Linked DNA regions of Rattus norvegicus: regions 1 and 2 are each linked to region 3. A link is a contact called in public Hi-C data. All regions are on one chromosome and are shown on one strand. Each heading gives the region's core, a stretch centred on a gene start, on an enhancer-like site or on the middle of the called end of the contact. The rest is flanking DNA. Distances are from core to core; before and after follow the strand shown.

Region 1 (2,700 bases), core at 172-2,671, 160 kb before region 3:
GGTCTCAACCTCAATCCAAATGTCTCTTCTCAGAGAATTCTCCCCATTCCTTCAAGCAAGGGTCTCGACCCTGTGCTCTACGTCTTTCTGGTGCAGCTAGGGGTTGCCAATGTGTTTACTTATTGCATAGGTGCTTGCTTATGCTCCCCACCCAACACAATGTCACTTCAAGAGTGACATTGCTCCTCGTCCCTCCCTGTTCCTCCTGCTCCAGCCACAGGACAATCCTCCATGCTCCTCCAATGCCCGAAGGCCCGTCCTGCCTCAGGCCTCACACACAGGTTATCTCTTCGGCCTGATGTACCGTCCAGCTGCTCTCCCCTCAGCTGACTCAGCCTCCCCTCCAGGACTCTGGGTGACCCTCACTCCTTGCTATGGAGTCACTTGGTTTCTTGGTGGCACTTGTTTATCAAGCCATACTCATCTCTCTACCCAACTCAGTCCAGGGCGCTCGTGGATTGATTGGTCATGCCTAAGCCAGTGTCTGGCACACAAGAGCTATTCAGTGAGCAAGTTATCAATTGAGTGCCAACTGTATACCTACCCTATTCTGGACGAGAGCAGCTAGTAATGGCCTGTAGAGTCTATCCTGGCCAATGAGTGAGGCTGCTGTGGCTGGAGCAGAGGTGGGATTGGGGGTTAGGGTTCAGGGTTAGGGATGAGGGTGCAGCACAGAGAGACAGAAAGTGGAAGGAAAGCAGGAAGCAGATGGATGTGGCAGACGGGGCTTGAGGGCAGAGAGTTTGCCTAACATGCACACCGAGCCGTGTGCGGCTCCATGTAAGCCACGAGGTGAAGGCAGGAGATCATCTGTAGGTCAAGTCATCCTCAGATAATAGTGAGTGGGACTGGGCTGGGCCAGGAAGGACACAAGAAAGCAATGGAACGGAGTCAATTACAGGGACAGGACTGGTGGATGAATATAGGTGCAAAGGCCCTAGGGTAGAGAAAGTGCAGTTTGTATAAATATTTGTTGACTAAGTGCATGCAGGCCTGGTGATCCCAGAAAGAATTGATTAACATGTGGGACAGTGGAGGATGTGGGCAGGTGGCTCCTTCTTCGCTCCTGCAGGGTCAGCAGTTGTCACTCTGCATGAGGGCATGAATTCCACACACCTGTGGTTGCCATGTTTCTCTGTCCCAGGAGCTGGCAACCTACCCAAGGACCCTGGGCTTTGTTGGGCACCCAACATCCGGTGACGCTAGACAGAAACAGTGGCTGTAAGTAGGGGAGAGGTCACACAGACTCAACACCCCCAGACTTTGCACTTTGCTCCCTGGAAAAAGCACAAAACACAGAGATAGTGGTCATCCCGCCCTCCCTCTGCCACTGCCACTCACCATTGGTCTGTGATCCTGCCTGTCTCCTGGTCGACAGTGGGGAGCTGGGCTGGAAGCTGCTGGTCTGTATTTCAGCATCCTTCGGGAGGAGGAGACGTGGCAAAGGCTGCGGCAGGCAGTGACAGGGGCCCGAAACGAGGCTGCCATAGGTGCAGGACTCATGGATGGGGACATATCGACGGGAAAGGTGAGAGGCCATGGTGGAGACGCTGAGCTGGGGGGGTCGAAGGCTGACAACCCCATAACACTGGCAGGAAGGCTGAGGCTGGAGAGGGGAGCACTGGGATCATAGAGCCTCCCAGGGACTTCAAGACAGGCTGATCCAGGCACCAATGTCTTCTCTGGAACCAGGGTCTCTCTGTAGCCCTGGCTGTCCTGGAACTCTCTCTGTAGACCAGGCTGGCCTCAAACTCACAGACATACACCTGCCTCTGCCTCCCGAATGCTGGGATTAAAGGTGTGAGCCACCAAGCCCAGGCTCCATACTTGTTTTTACAAACACAGATATTTAAGAATTTGACTACAGTGTGTATGAACTGAGGCCCAGTAGCCACATAGAACTCTAGATTTGTTTGTTTGCTTGTTTGTTTTGCTCGTTTTTTGTTTTGAGACTTGCTAGTGGTAGACCAGGTTGGCTTGGAACTTGCCACCTTCCTGCGTCTGCCTCCTGATTTGATGGCCTTGTGCCACCATGGTTTTTAAAGACTCTCTTGTTATCCTGGCCCAACCTCAGCTACACTTTAGGCAGATTCACAGAGACCCAGCCCAGGGGCTGGACAGAAGTCACATTTGGCCTAGAAGGAGCTGGGGTGCTGTGTGTACGAACGGAGTCTTTCTCTCTCCTTGATCCAGATGGCGTCCCCTGCCTGTGCCATGGCTCCCTTAGATAGCATGGAAGTCCTTGACCTCCTGTTCGACGGGCAGGATGGCATCCTGAGAAATGTAGACCTGGCTGAGAGCTGGATCCTCACCAGAGAGGAACAGGTGAGGGTCCCCCGGGAGATTTCCAGCCATAGCCAGGGTGGGGCACAGGATACGCCACTGAACTGGGTAGCCTCTAAGCATCACACATCTGCTTAACCAACCTTTCAATGTGCAGCTAGATACTCCGTTTAATGGATGTTGGGGGTGGGAGGGAGTCAGAGGGAGGGTCTGGTGCTCATTACTCAGAGTCCCATGACGTCCACCTGAGTTCAAACTCAAACCCAGAACACAGAGCTCCTGCTGGTCCCTGTTTGTCATTTAACTGCTGTTGCATCTCAGATGCTCAGGGAGAAAGGGTAACTCCCTCCCTATGGCAGCACAGAGAGTCAGGGATTTTGCCCAGAGTCATGGTACTAATCTGAGGAAACCTGTGTC
Region 2 (2,700 bases), core at 29-2,528, 230 kb before region 3:
AATGCACCATAGCCGGAAGAACATACACCTTTAAGACCACCCTCCTGGCGCTGGACGTGGGCGCGGTCCAGTCCTCCCAATGAAACGGAAGCAAGAGGCCGCGCGGTCCGGGGCTTAAAAACCCAGAGCGGGGCTAGAAGTGGGCGTGGCCTTAGTGCAAGCGTCGAAATCCTGGGAGTTGGGTGGGGCTTGTGAGTACTTAGGACGCCAAGCAGGGCCCCAGAAATGGTGATTGCCCACAAGCCTATTAGGAGTTCGATCCTCGGGACTCATTTTGTGATACCTGGTTAAAGGAGAAAGCAATTCCACCAAATTGTCCTCCGAATTCCACATAGGAGGCTCAGAACGCGTGCACCCACACCCATTCGCGTTAGTCTCCAAACCTGATGACCTGAATTCCATTCCCTGAACCCATATTGTGGAACTATAAACTCCTTAAATTGTCTTTGGACGACCAAAAAATGAGCAAGTTTCCCACAATATATAAATAAAACAGACCACAGGAGAGTGGGCGTGGCCTTGATCACCAAAAAAAAAAAAGGGGGGGGGGCTGCTGGAGGGGCTTCTATGCCCTTAACAAGCGAGACTAGGCTGTGCTTGATTCGGCTGTCTTTAATCCCAATTCTCCGGAAGCTGGAGCAAGCGGATTTCAGTGAGTTTGAAGCCAGCCTGGTCTACAGAGCGAGTGTCACAGAGCCAGGGCGTCATGGTAACCCTGTCTCAAAAAACAAAATTTTAAAACAATTTTAAAAGCCCACAATTGTTGCCACCGCAAGCCAATTTGAAAACGAGGCAGGGGGTCCGGCCTGTGCTCTCTAGAAAAGGTGGGGTCAGTAAGAGCGAGGGAGCACGGCAAAGGGCGCATGGCTCAGGTCTGATCCCCGGTTCATCCCTGGGACCTACACAGTGGAACGAGAGAACCTACTTTCCTAGACTGTTCTCTGACTTTCACACATGTACATACTAAATAAATACAAATACAAAAATTTAGCGGTTTTTTTGAAGCAAGAGAAATGAGGCGGCGGGAAGTGCTGCTATGCCTTTAAGCACCCAGACTCCTCCCCGAGTGGGCGTGGTAGCAGCCAGCGCCTTGAAAAATAACTGTGGGGGCGGGGCTTGGCAATTGTCCGTTGTGATTGGCTAGATCCTCGGGCGGTGGTTCCTGGGGGCGCGTGCGCGCGATGCCTCCTCCCGCCTCTCAGGCGCGGGGGCGTGGAGAAAGGAGCCAGCACTTGCTTTTATTGGCTCTCGCGCAGGTCCCGCCCCACAGTCGAGGGCCCTCACGTGACGCGACGGCTGGGGCCTCCCGGCGCGGGGGACGCTAGTGGCCAAGATGGCGGCAGAGCTGGTGGAGGCCAAAGTGAGTGAGGGAGAGTGGCTCCAGCCGGGACAGGCGGGTGGCGGAGTACGGACCGCTCCTCGCAGGGAGCTAGGAGGGCGGGGGGCGGGGTGTGGCGCCGCGGGCTGGCGAGGGTGCGACCAGGACGCGGGCTGAGCCTGCGGGCGGGGGGCGGGGAGACCGGGGGCGGGGTCGCCAGCACCCTCCTGGGGTGTCCCCGCCGTCTACTGTCACTTCTTTACCGACCCGAACTGGGTTTCCTACAGGCTGCGAATACACAGCCTCCCGGGAACAGGCACTGTCCTCTTTTGGGTGAGCTCCATTGGGACAGAAGTGGGGGTCCTTCTGTGGTCTTGGAAGCCGAAGGAATGCAGTGACTTCTCCATCGGGTTTCCAAGGCAACGAGTAGGACTCAGGTCCGGGTGCCCCCCCCTTTCCTCCCCTAAAGGCCAGCATGGGGAAGGTCTGCAGGGATTTCCACAAGTGCTCTGATTCTCTGGGCCCGTACTGACACCTCCCACTACTGAATAAGTCAGACTCCAGACTCAACCCAACTATAAGTGTCCAAGTTCATTTTAGAGACCCACCCCTCGAGTCCCACTCCCCACTTGCCAGCCTCCAATGATCCTGCCTCACTCTCTAACCTCTACATCCTAGTGAATCATCTTGTAGGGTTTTACTGCTGCCTGGTGTAGCCCGCTGGACCCACCACCCTCTTCTTTTTATGTGTTCCTCAGATTGATCCCCACGAGACACCTTGACTGAGTCCAGGGGAGCACTGTTTAGGGTTGTTTCCCCCATTTCTGCATTAAGGTACCAGGGCTCTGACCTTCTTGAGTCCCATTAAACCTTCCCGGAGTACAGCTTGGCTTAGCTTTCATCCAGTTCTACGCTGTCTCCCTGCCAAGGCTCCAGCCCCTCAGTCTTCCTCAAGCATCTTCCTACCAATAAGATCCTGACTTGCCCACCCTCCTTTCCTGTCTCTTTTGTTACATGGTTCTTCCCTCCCCACCAGGACCCTTAGAGTGATTCTAGAGACTCTGAATAAAAAGTGCACTCCGGGTGTGGTGGTACATGCCTTTAATCCCAGGACTCAGGAGACAGAGGCAGGGAGATCTCCCTGAGTTCAAAGCCAGTCTAGTCTACAAAGTGAGTTACTGGACAGCCATGGCTCCACAGAGAAACCCTATCTCCAAAAAATTTTTAAAAAGTGTAACCATCTTCCCCCCTGTTCACTCACCCAAAATCTATACCATTTACATAAACTCTTGGGGAACAGAACTTTGAGATGGGTACATGTGAACTGTGGGTCTGGGACCCAGTTTTACTGCTTGAATTCCCTCTTGTAGCATCCTTAGAAC
Region 3 (2,700 bases), core at 31-2,530:
AAGCCCTATTAGAGAAAAACAGGCTAGCTCAAAATAGCTGCCAGGGTGACGAGGCAGCCCACGGGACATGCCGAGCATGGCTGGGCAGTGAGCTGGTGTTGGAGCAGCCAGCCCAGCTATGTTGACAAACACGGGACCCAGGTGATCAGGGCGGGGTGGGTCACTCACCGTGACCAGGAGGCAGTGCAGGTCTCGGGCCTCGTTTGTGCCTAGAGTCTCTGCCGGCTCACCCAGGAGCTGCGCCAGCCTTTGCATGCCTGATACCCTGACGATGTCAATGTCATTGTCGCAGCAGAACGATTGGATCAGGGTGAAGTGAATTTGCAGAGCAATATCATCCTCCTCTTCTTCGTCTATGGCCAGCAGGCACAAGACCACGCTGTCGGGGTCCCTGCAGGAAAGAAGGAGTGTCAGAGGGACGCCAGACCAGGAGCGGGTGTAGCCATGCACGGAGGAGGGCATTAGCTCCGGGAACCTCAGGGGGAGGGGTGAGCAAGACCCAGGGTGCAAGGGTGCCGGGGTGGCCGACTATGCAAATACTGATGGCGGGGAGGAAGGAAGCAAGCAGTCCAAAGTTATTGGGATTGCTTGTCAAAACAAAAAACACAAAACCTCAAACTTGCAAAGTCAGGGTTCTGCAGCGAGTCTCTTTCCCTCTCCCAAAAAATTCTCTGAGAAATGTCGCCCTCCACTCCCCAACTCCCAGGAGCGCTGGGAAAGTCCCCCAAAGCCCCGAGCCCTAGAGGGATGTTGGAGCGCGCGTGCATCAGAGGGGCGCCCCCACCCACGCCCGAGAAAAGGGGGTGCTGACTCACACATTCATCAGTTTGGCCGCCTCGTACACCCCCACGGTGAGGCGATCCTGACGCTGCGCGGCCACCAGCAGCTGCTCCACCGCCGCAGTCACCGCCTGCATCCTAAAAGGCCAAATGGGGAGATTAGGCGATGACAGCCCAGCAGACCTCAGGCGGCGGGCGAGAAGACCTCGGTCTCCGTTGTACTCACTTCTGAACCGCGTTGTCGCTCGCCACCAGCTCTTCCAGGGTCATGATTCAGTCACACTTCACAGCGGACCCCCACGGAAGATCCCCAAGGCAAAGCACTCGTCCAGATCCGAACCCAAGAGGTAAAAACCTTCCCGCGCGACCAGAAGTGTCCGAGGCTTTCCGGAGGCGGTGGGACTTACTTTCCCAAGAAAAAAGCAGGATTAAAAAGAAGATTGCAAAAAAATCCCCCTCGAAATTAATCCAAGAAGACGGAGGTGACACGGATCCCGGGTTGACGCGGAGTGAGCGCGCCGGCGCTGCAAGCCGCTTATAAGACCGCCCGGGAGAGGGCGTGGCCAGGGGAGGCATGCACCGCCCATCCATTGGTGGAGGCACAAAGAGCCGAGTAGCCTGCGCTGAGATTGGCTGGAGGTAGGAAAGGGCGGAGCTCGGATCTCCGGCGGCCCCACGTGGGGGTCAGGGCTGGGAGGAGCGTGAACCCAGGCAGCGGCGACTGCCAGCGAATCGAGAGAGGAAAAAAAAACCACACACACAGACAAAAAAAAAAAAAAAAAAAAAAAAAAAAAACACAGAAGTTTCTCTCCTGATTTCCCGGCAGCCGCGCTACGCAGGCCGCGCGCGGGGTTTCCAGCGCGAGAGGCTGGCTTGAACTTTCGGGGAGAGCTGTCTGGAATCCCCTCCCTGTCCCCGGAGAGTCCCTAGCCTTTCCCAAGCTCTAAAAGAAGGGATGTGCATGGGCCAGGAGGCTAAGTCTGCAGCTCGGCCTTGGAGAGTTGGAGAGTGTTTAAATAAGTCTAAGGTATATAGTAAACACTTGGTAAGTTTGAGGACCGTGGGATCCTCTCCCCAAAGTGAGAACTACAAAGGCATCCCACCAGCGCATACAAAGGTGCTCTGAGAACGCTCAGCCCCCTCAGGCGGGGGTCGCGGGAGAGGCACACAGGAAGCTTCCCAGTGGTCGTGGTAGGTGGTTTGGCGGTGCCCCAGGGGTCCTGGCTGCAGAGCACTAAGGGATCCCAGGAGGAAAGATCCGGAACCCCTTTTCCCCGCTCCTGGCACCCCGAGTTTCAGATGAGCCGGGGAGGCGCAGGTGAAGAGCCTTCCAGACGCTCTCCGGAGCGGCCCCGCCCCCTGCCGGCTGCCTCCCGGTCTATCCTCAGACCGCGTCACCACACCTGATCCGGTGCTGCCCCCTGGGAGTGGTGGCTGAAAGGCAGCCCCCTTTTTTTTTTTTTTTTTTTTTTTTTTTTTTTTTTTTCCGGAGCTGGGGATCGAACCCAGGGCCTTGCGCTTCCTAGGTAAGCGCTCTACCACTGAGCTAAATCCCCAACCCGGCAGCCCCTTTTATGTCCCTGGCATTTTTGTAGTACGCAGCATGAACCACAGGCCCCCTCTTCCATGAGTGTCATTTATCTTTCCAAGGTTTGGCCGGCTATCTGCATTGTGCAAAATGGAAACTGAGGTCTCCGAGGGCGTTCTGTGAGCCACAGTATGAGGGCTGGTAGCGGACGGCAAGGACATGAGGGAGGCAGACAGACCCCGCGTGGGATTCTCCCACAGCGCACGGGGGCTCCCGGTGAATCACCCTGAGTCCCCTCCTCCGCCAGCCTGGGTCCTGGCCTCAGCCGCGCGGCTCGATTCGCCGGATCCCCCATCCCGGGTCTGGTGACGCATCCTGCATCCTCCGCGCCGC

What was found. Hi-C and Micro-C count contacts between places; a contact is called where the count stands out from the background.
Region 1: a contact with region 3 is called in a Hi-C map of liver, with 2.9 times the contacts expected there. The contact joins the promoter of Creb3l3 here to the promoter of Gadd45b in region 3. A contact is called at or near these places in 9 of 12 Hi-C or Micro-C datasets (the Rat2 cell line, Schwann cells, frontal cortex and 6 more) and 1 of 1 datasets of contacts at active chromatin or transcription factors (oligodendrocytes).
Region 2: a Hi-C map of Schwann cells shows a contact between it and region 3, with 4 times the contacts expected there. The contact joins the promoter of Pias4 here to the promoter of Gadd45b in region 3. A contact is called at or near these places in 7 of 12 Hi-C or Micro-C datasets (the A7r5 cell line, Schwann cells, frontal cortex and 4 more).

Annotation. Positions count from the first base shown.
Region 1 is chr7:9,271,899-9,274,598 of GRCr8, forward strand. Creb3l3 (cAMP responsive element binding protein 3-like 3) reads left to right here and starts at 1,422. Exons shown (of 10, transcript NM_001012115.1): 1 at 1,422-1,528; 2 at 2,194-2,325. The coding sequence starts at 1,502.
Region 2 is chr7:9,195,754-9,198,453 of GRCr8, forward strand. It overlaps Pias4 (protein inhibitor of activated STAT, 4), which reads left to right and starts at 1,279. Exons shown (of 11, transcript NM_001100757.1): 1 at 1,279-1,360. The coding sequence starts at 1,334. It also overlaps a transcript of Eef2 not described here.
Region 3 is chr7:9,429,438-9,432,137 of GRCr8, forward strand. Gadd45b (growth arrest and DNA-damage-inducible, beta) reads right to left here and starts at 1,281. Exons shown (of 4, transcript NM_001008321.1): 1 at 1,006-1,281; 2 at 816-917; 3 at 169-391. The coding sequence starts at 1,049.